2 separate regions of the Anas platyrhynchos genome follow, and region 2 is linked to region 1. Evidence: chromatin contacts called from public Hi-C data. All regions are on one chromosome and are shown on one strand. The core of a region is the stretch at or near the end of the contact, and the rest is flanking DNA. Distances in the headings are between cores, read along the strand shown. Region 1 overlaps KSR1 (kinase suppressor of ras 1). Region 2 overlaps LOC139999181 (a long non-coding RNA gene).

What was found. Hi-C and Micro-C count contacts between places; a contact is called where the count stands out from the background.
Region 2: a Hi-C map of liver shows a contact between it and region 1, with 2.9 times the contacts expected there. The contact joins two enhancer-like sites. A contact is called at or near these places in 3 of 8 Hi-C or Micro-C datasets (F1 follicle, liver and skeletal muscle).

Annotation. Positions count from the first base shown.
Region 1 is chr20:1,033,900-1,038,271 of IASCAAS_PekinDuck_T2T, reverse strand. It overlaps KSR1 (kinase suppressor of ras 1), which reads left to right. Exons shown (of 19, transcript XM_027472475.3): 3 at 2,951-3,098. Among named protein-coding and RNA genes, the nearest start is that of KSR1, 41 kb to the left of the region's middle. Within about 2 kb of position 2,166, at least 3 of the 8 cell types and tissues checked have an H3K27ac peak or open chromatin away from gene starts, as enhancers often do.
Region 2 is chr20:1,087,092-1,091,463 of IASCAAS_PekinDuck_T2T, reverse strand. It overlaps LOC139999181 (a long non-coding RNA gene), which reads right to left. Exons shown (of 4, transcript XR_011804338.1): 4 at 3,484-4,372. Among named protein-coding and RNA genes, the nearest start is that of KSR1, 12 kb to the right of the region's middle. Within about 2 kb of position 2,228, at least 3 of the 8 cell types and tissues checked have an H3K27ac peak or open chromatin away from gene starts, as enhancers often do.

The DNA of each region.
Region 1 (4,372 bases), core at 917-3,416:
CAAAGAAGATCAATAGATTGGAATGTTTTGGTTTTTTGAAAATTGATTTTATTTTTTTTTCTGTACAACTAGGAAGGCTTGAAAACTAAAGTGAAAGGTGGAGATTCCTTGTTGCAGGGGGTTGATCTTTAAAAAAGAAAAGCACTAAACACTGTCAGCCTTGCAAGAACGGGCAATCCTGGAGCTTAACCATGAAGTGGGACAAAAATGGCAAGTTCTCTGTGCCAGTAAATGTTGGTAGTGCTCCTCTGGGAAGGAGAGAAGGGCTTGTGAGGCTCTGAACACCGCTGTGCAGGACCACGGCCATTCTGTGAATATTGCAGCCACCCCTGCCCACCACCCTCCTGCATCTGTAGTGCTTGTGGCAACAATTTTGTGCTTGTGAGTCGTCCCTTGGGCAGGAGTGCTGTGCTCAGAAAGGCAGGAGCGAAGCCGAGATGCCATTCCACATAGCTCTTACAGCAGGGCATGGGAATTCCCCGGTTAAGCCTTGTCGATACTTGCACAACCAGGAGAGCTAATTTGGGGTGAGTTAAAAATAGTCAGCTCCTCGCATTGATACGACTTGAAGTTCACTTTCAATAAGCACTCAGTTTTTTCAGTATGAAGGCCTAATGGGCCAGTCCTTACTCCGTTGAGGACCCACTGCATGGCTCTTGTCACAGGTGCTGTAGCACGGGCCCCAGGTAACTGCTGTACTTTGCCCTCCTTGTGGAAGGAGAGCAGACAAAACCCGACTGCATCACGGCTACTTGAGTAGACTCAGGCTTGCAGAAGAGACTTCCTTCTTTTTTCTAGGCTCCATGTATTTAAAGCATATAGAGCGGTGCTGAGGAAGTCGGATCCCCGGGGGCCAGCCAGCCCACCTGGCCCTGCTCTCCTCTGCTCATGCTGGCTGTTGAAGCCTGGGCTTCAACATGGAACTGGCTATGAAGGAAGTGCTCTGCTTTCCTGGGGAAATTGTAGTCTCTTTCACTTTACTGATTGACCTGTAATAGTTGTAATAAGTTACTGGTTACTTCTGTGCCGTGCAAAGGCTGGGGAAGTGCAGTGATGCTGGGTAACGTGACTTGGTAGTTTATGCTGGGATCTGGCACGGCACTCTTACTTAAAACAGTGGCTGGGTAATCTAGGTTGTTTTCTTAGCGGGGAGTGGTGGCAGTGAGGAAATGTTTCAAGATAACACAGGAATGGCATTGCTGTAGTCCCCTGTAAAAGACTCTGTAAAAGCATGAAGGGGGCTAAAGCGTTTTTTTTTGGTAAGAGACACTGGCTTTCTCTTATGCTTGGTGGAAGCATTAACTTCTTTGCTTTGGAGCACAGGGGTACCATGGTGGTGCAGAAAGCTTTCTCCCCTCTGTGCTCGTGCCATGGCTGCCTGCCCCTGTAACTCTCCCTTTCAGAGCAGCGTGTGGCTGGTGCCCTGCATGGCAGAACTGGCCTTGTGATGCAGCTGAACAAAGATGCCTCTGTGCACTGCTCATCTGCCTGCAGGGGGCTGGAATTCAGAGGGTGCTGGGGAAATCACTCAGAGTCAGACTGGGTTTAATGCTGTTGTCATTAGCCCAGTTGGCATGGGGCATTTTGGGAACAAACCTGTGCTGGCTTCCTGCTGGAATCTCTGAGTTGTGGATTTTAGGGCAGTTAGTTCAAACCTAAGATGTTTAACATTGAGATGCCTAAAGTAGGGCAGGTAACCTTTATCTTAGTCGCTTTAGAATATGGTGTGATTAGCTAAGTGCTCTCAGAGCAATGATTTGAGCATTTTGGAGTGTTTGAGACCAGTTACCTGTATTAAAGCAGTGAAAGCAGTTTTGATTCATCGCTTAATTTTAGGAAGCAGACTAACTTCTATCTTTAGCCTGGATTAGGAAAGATGTGATCTTAAAAGGACATTTAGTAACACTCGTTCAAATTTGATTTGTAGTTTTTTAGTGTTTGAAGGGTTGGTGGGTGGGTCAAGCTTTTTGTTGTCAAACAGATACACTTAAGTTTCCTGTTTAAATAAAAGTTGAAATATTATGTATCATGACTCCAGGAGTTGAAATGAAACTTTTAGGAAAGAGGCCAAATATTGCGAAATTTGTGATCTCATTGTGAGAGTAGGCAGCAGTGAGGTTTGTTTAGGCAAAACGTTCAGGGAAATTCCTGGGTATCTGCACTGAGTATCCTGGTTTTGTTTATTAACCACAATTGCTGCAGACTTACACTGGAAACATTTGATGAAGGAGAGAGGCAATGCAGCTCAGTTTTGTAAGGAAACGTCAGATGATTTCATGCTTTCCATCATCCTGCATCTTTTGTGTCTGCCTGATTTAAACCTTGTTATTTTGGGGCATTAGCATATTAAGGGGCGCAATGAGCTCTTCACAAATATTGTTCTAAGCAAGGTATTGGTAAGGCTGGTCCTTTAGTGAAGGAAAAATTACTCAAGGAAGAGGTCACTGTCTCTTTGTAGTTTTGTTATGCCATTTTCCACACTTTGCACTTTTTATTTCCTCGCCAGAAAGCTAAATACCGTTCTCTGAAAATTTTTCATTTTTTTTTCCTTCTTTGTTTTTTGATGAAAAAGATGAACTTCATTTGGTAGCTTTTCAAAAATACTGAATGAAAACTTTCCACACGGAGAGGAAAGAATATTTCAATCAACTGTAATCCTAACTTCAATATTGGAGACAGACAATAACATCCTAATGATGCAGAGCACACTCAGGCACACGCCTGGTCTCTTGTGGTGTAGAGAGAAGAGAGCAGCTTTAGAGCGCTGCTGCTGCGTGATCATTACTGACCCAGAGGTCCTTAAGAGAAATTCACTACCAAATGACTAAATCATGGGTCAGACCCAGTAGTGAGACAATGGCACTACATCAGAAAACCAAATGACAGTCTTATTTATATATGTATATTAAAAAATGTGCATTGAATTTTTTATTTTTTTTCCCCCCCGCAGAGAATACCGGAGGAACTAACCTTAGATGCCTTACTCGAAATGAATGAGTCAAAGGTGAAAGAAACAATGAAGAGATGTGGTGCCAGAGATGAAGAGTGCTCCAGACTCAATGGGGCGCTGAGCTGCTTAAGGAAGGTGACTGAGTCAGGTACAGACTGCCTTTTCTGTTCTGTGGCATTAGGTTCTCAGCAACCCAGATCACATCCTGCTTCCTTTTATGTAAGACAATCTGCAGAAACCTTTGGGTCTTTGGGTATATGCTGTAACCAGTTTCAGGTTGTGGTTCTTGGATGTGCAAGAAATTGCAGTGATCAAACACGTCTAGAGCTATGGAATGGATTTGTTTTTGACATCATGTTCAGCTATTGAAATAAAGGTATGTGGAAGTACCCTCTCCAACTCAATAGAAACTGTATGATTATTCCCTTTGTGTTCAGAGTTGAGTTTGATGCTCCAGTTGTCTTCCATCATTCAGTATCCTTGACCTGATGATTGCAAACAGATTTCTTGTGGGTAATCCCCTCCCCAAATACTGCCAGCTCAGAGAGAAGGTGCAATTCTGTTTAGTGTGATGTTGCTCAGAAACCTGAGCATTTTTCAGCTCAATGCTTTGCAAAAGCAGAACATTCCTCTGACAGCCCGTTATCACCGCATAGCTTGCAGTCTGCCAGTTGATTCACTTCTCTTTAAAACCCTTGCTTCCTGCTGTTTTTCTGCTGGAGTTGATAGAATCATTAGCCAAATACCAGTAGCAGATGTAAGAGCTAGAAAGAACCTTGATTTACATTGAAATTAAGTATAGAAGGATACTGTGTAATTAGGAATGTGTGTTCAGTGTGCAAGTTGATCTGACCAAGTTATTTAAGAACAGACAAACACAACACTTCCAGATTGCTGTTTCACTGTCTTCTCCTGTCACCTGCCCCAGGCTGCTTTCAAAGCACTGTGAATTCGGTTGGTATGAGAGCGTTTCTCACAGCATACTGGTACCAGTGTGCATCAGATCTTTCTTTGTAACAGTTATCAATCTGTCACTGAAAGGTGCTGTTTCCTGTTGGTATTATGACAGTTCATACCATTCGCAAATCATAAAGATTAGTTAATGGAAAAGCCAACAAACAGCTCAGTTCCATATTTCCTTTTTTCTAATCTTTCTTATCCTGCATTGTCAAATATTTCCCATCCATACTGTGACAAAAACAGCCATTGTTCAGAAGGCATGGCATCCACTCACAGAAATGGCATCTAGCCCAAATTTTAGTGTACTTGTATTAATGTTCCTCTCTTTTCATTAAAAAAAAAAAGTGTGTTTTGAGAGAGAGGATTTTTTTGTTTTAGTCCCAGGTATATGATCTTTTTTTAAACACTGAGCAGTGTTTGAAAAACAAGCATTGCAGAAGGCAGTGCTGAGCTCCACCAGCG
Region 2 (4,372 bases), core at 979-3,478, 53 kb before region 1:
ACCATCAAGGGAGCATCTAACACATCCTTGGATTTTTTGTGGCTGTAATATGATAACTCAGCTCATCAGGGCACATATGTTTCCTGAGGAGAATGTACAGGAAAGGAATGTCTCTTACAGGAGCATGTAAGGCTGCAGTGCTGGACCTCTCAGGCTGTGTTCTCCCACTACCACACAAGTAAGATGGAGTTTCTCCTCTCTCCTGAGTAGCCAAATAAATAAAGAAAAGGCTATTTTAACATATTCATAATTGTGGCTTTATCCTAGAAAGTAAGACACCCTGGGAGAAAAACTGACGGGTACTTATTTCGGTAGCTCCCGGTATTCCTACTGCTTGTTACTTTGGTATCTTTTTGATTTCTCTGCATATAATTGGCTCTAAACATTGGCTCTAAACCTTTGAAGCACCTACTAAAAGAAAGCATTAAATAAAAACAGCCTGCGCAGCAGTCACGCGTTGTGATGACTTTGCTAAGTGTTGTGCCTGTTTGCTATTTACAAGCTTCTCCCCTGCCCTTGCAGCAGGAATTCTGTAGGTAGCACTATAGGGAGGACAAAAGCCAGGTTTCCCTGGCAGCACCATTGATGTGCCTTTCTAATGTGCTGCCTTATCTGCCTCACGGAACACTGATAGCCCCTTGCAGAAGAGAAAAATAAATTACACCATAATTAGGCACTTTTATTCTGCTTTTCTTGTGTTCCCGGTAGGGAAGGCTGTGTCATTCCACCCGCACCCATTTCGAGAGAAGTGCATCCCTGTTTACTGAGAGCCTTGGACACCTGGAAATACTCCACAGGGCAGAAAAGTCCTTTAGGTCTGTGCAGCCAGCCACCTGTTACATTTCAGTCTGTAAAGTTACACGGTCATTTCTTCATTTGCTCCAGGTGGGGGCAAAGCCCCATGTTCCTATTTCCTGATTGCTGGGCTGTCCTGGCTCCTCCTCTTACTTTCTTGTGCAGCTCTAATCTTGGCTTCCAGGATTATCCAGGAGCCTTTCTCTGAGGTGAGGGTTGCTATATGAATAACAACTGCAAGTCAAAGTTCAGGTTCTTTTCTCAGCTCAGCGTTAATGTAAAGATTTATTTTTTCTTCCCCTCTTTAATTCCCAGCTGCTTCTCTGGGGGGAAGCCCCTGTGTTTGGGGATGTTGGTTTGTGCTGACTGCAAGAGCCTGGATAACTCAATTCACAGAATGAGCGTAAGAGGGGACAGCCCTCCATTTTCAGCCTACCTCCAAATGATTGTGTGGCCTAACACAATCAGTTGGGCTGCCCGTGCATGATCTATCAGATGCGTCAGATAATTCTGTGAGCAAAAAGCAATTTGGGTTTTGTGGCTAACTGCATCCCCCTAATGTAGCTTTTCTGATGGGAACATGTGAGAACTTCTCTCCAGTGCCTGATCAGTACTGATATCAAATGAATGCTTGGAACTTTCATCACAAGGTTCCCCAAACATGTCAGGACCTAATTATCTGCAACATCTCTACTCTTTTATGAAATTTGTCAGAATCCAATAAATATGTTATTAGGGATCCCCACAAGCTGACTTGATCTGCCCAGTATTTCAGAAGCAGAGGCAGTGTACCGCAGGGAACAGGAGTTGGTGCATCTCTGCGGCACGCTCTGCTGCACCTGTATGTCTCAGGCACTTAGTGGTTTGGCCTGAGAACTGTCTGCGTAATGACTAATGGCATCAGAAGTCAGTCTTGACTAGACCCTCTACACATCACTACACGGAAGGAAAAAAAAAGCATGAAGTCTGGACTGCTAAAAGCTAGGTTGAAATCCTCTGAGCACATCCCAGTAACAACAATTAACAGGGCTGGATGTCTCCTGTCATAGCCTATTCCCAGCCCTCCCTCCGCTGCTGGACTAAGCAAAGCAGCCTGTTTGTTTTTCTAGCACAAGCTGACCTTCTGTGCAGTCGATATCTAAAACACATTGTCTGAGAAGAGGGAGTTCACAACGCTGAATTATGCAATTATATGAGTGCACCCAAGCGTTTAGCAATGCAGACTGCATCCAGGCCTGCTGACTAGTTGTGATTTTCAGATCCATTGGAACCGGCAGGTCTTGAAATGTGAATTCTTTGCAGATGGCTGTGTCTGCTGTAGGCAAAACTCTGCTATGATATTCTAAGCAGTTCTCCTATTGTATAGCTCTGGGGCATGTGTGAGAGGGAAAGATGTGAGCAGAAAGACATTTGCAGCTCCAGTTCTGTTGTTTTTCAGATGGGCCAAGGCTGATAAGAGGAGATGGGAATATTTCTGTAGCACCCTTTCTGACTGTGAAACTTCCAGTTTCAAGGGTATCGAGGGGTCAGGATGTAGAGAAAGTACAAAGAGCAATGACTTGCTAAAATTCTTACCTTCAAAGCATATTTGAACAGCACATGCTATATTGAAAACATCAAGGAGAGCCAACAAGTGCTGAAACTCTACAGGCATATAGCTTTGTAGCAGAACTGTAGCATGGAAAAGGACCATATGGGTTCTCTCATAGCTTGCATACCTACATAAAATTATTAGCAAGTCCAACATCCTGATTATCCTTTAGGGAAACATTTGTATGCTTGTGGTTTTGAGGATCTGATTCCCTATTTCAAATGTGAATTGTTTAGGGTTAATTACTGTGTTTATAGTTTGGGGGGTGTGTCATTTTGGTTAAAAAAAAAAAAAAAAAAAAAAGAGGCAATATTACTGAGCTCTGCTTTTAGATTTGGAGGAGTTTGCAAATCCCAGAGATGGTGCAGAACTGCAGAGCTAACAAGTCGAAACTGAAAAGACATTCATGGACAGATGGGAGCTGGAGATATTCCATTCCAAATAGCCATGAATACAATCCCATCAAAGAAAAGGAAACAAAAAGAAGCACTTAGATCTAATATTTTAAGTTCCGGCTTCATTTAGCTCAGTGAACACTTGGAGAAATTCTGCTAAGCCAATGGAATAATTTTTTATTGTACCACTGTAATGATCAAAACCTGACCTATAGAAAAGGATTCTGGGAAGTACGGATATGAATCAGATCTATCGTTTTCATCCTTGTAATTTTAAATCTCAAGTGCTCTTTTAATGAGATGTGTCAGACAGAGGACCCATTATCATCCCTACTTCATGGCGAAGCTACCCGATCAGATGATTTGCCCAGGGCTATACTTTCTGAAAGAGCCAAGAACTGAACCAGACTGGTCCAGTCTCAACGTCTCAACCCCACGGTCATCATTCCCTTCTTTGAAATGGTTTCTGAAATCATGACTCTACTGTCTGGAAGCCAAAGTACTGGAAGCACGTATTCCCAGTAAACTGCAAGCTACAGTTAGGGACTCTTTCCTTGCACTACTGAAAGCATTTCGGAATATTTCCCTTAGTTCTTCAGGGTATAAAAACACATTCTGGCTTGAGGAGGAGACAGAATTACCAAGATGAATCTTGATTTTGAAAGCAGTTTTCAGTTTTTATTGAACAGGACTTTCCCATGGGAAAGAAATATAGTGTGCTGCTTCATGCCCGCATCTCCGTTCCCTCTAACTATCATTTTATTTATAGGGAAGAAGGGAGTTCATCCGAACAAACAGAAACTGCATTGAATGGTGGAAACATGAGCACCTGAGATGTGAGAGACACCATGCTAATCCACTGATTCTTTAGGCCAGGTAGCTGACCTAGTTGCTTCGTCGCACTGCTTTCCTCTCACGGCTTAGTGTTATGCTTTGGGCTATTCCAGCTGTGTCAGTAAATTATAGATGAGGAGGTCTGCTGCAAACAGGTTGCATTAGTGTAATGCAAGCGACCAGAAACTGCAAAAGCTCTCAACTCAGAATCTCTTGTGGAGTGTTTGGAAATACATTGGCTATAAAAAGAGCTGAAAATAAAAACAAGGAAGGAAACAGGAGTGGCATGCAGATGGCTGTTGTAGGACTGGTGTCACTCTACTGCAATCAGAAAAAAATTCCTCCCGGTTTTTTTAGATAGCTTTTCAAAGAGGATGTGTTTGTATTACTTCCTGGCACGGGGGGTGCTGTTATCAGTGCGTATGACGAGAAAGCATTCCAGAGAGGAAGAGGCCTGTGTAAACTGGTTGTCATCCCCAAGTACCGAGTGAGCCAACTTTCCAAAAGCCTCTTCATGATGATGAAGCTAGGCCTAAGACTATAATTTCACTCTCTCTTTTCCTCCTGATGACTGTTTCCAAGCTCCTGTAGCATCTGTCACGTTAGAGTAACAGGAAAGCTTTATTTTCTTAATATATTTTTTTATTTATTTATTTTTATTTTTCTTCCAAATTTTTGCCTTCATAGAGATTTGCTTCTCCCCAGATAGTATGCTCAGAAAATACAGTGGCACCAGCTTCAGGTCCTGCAGTTAGAA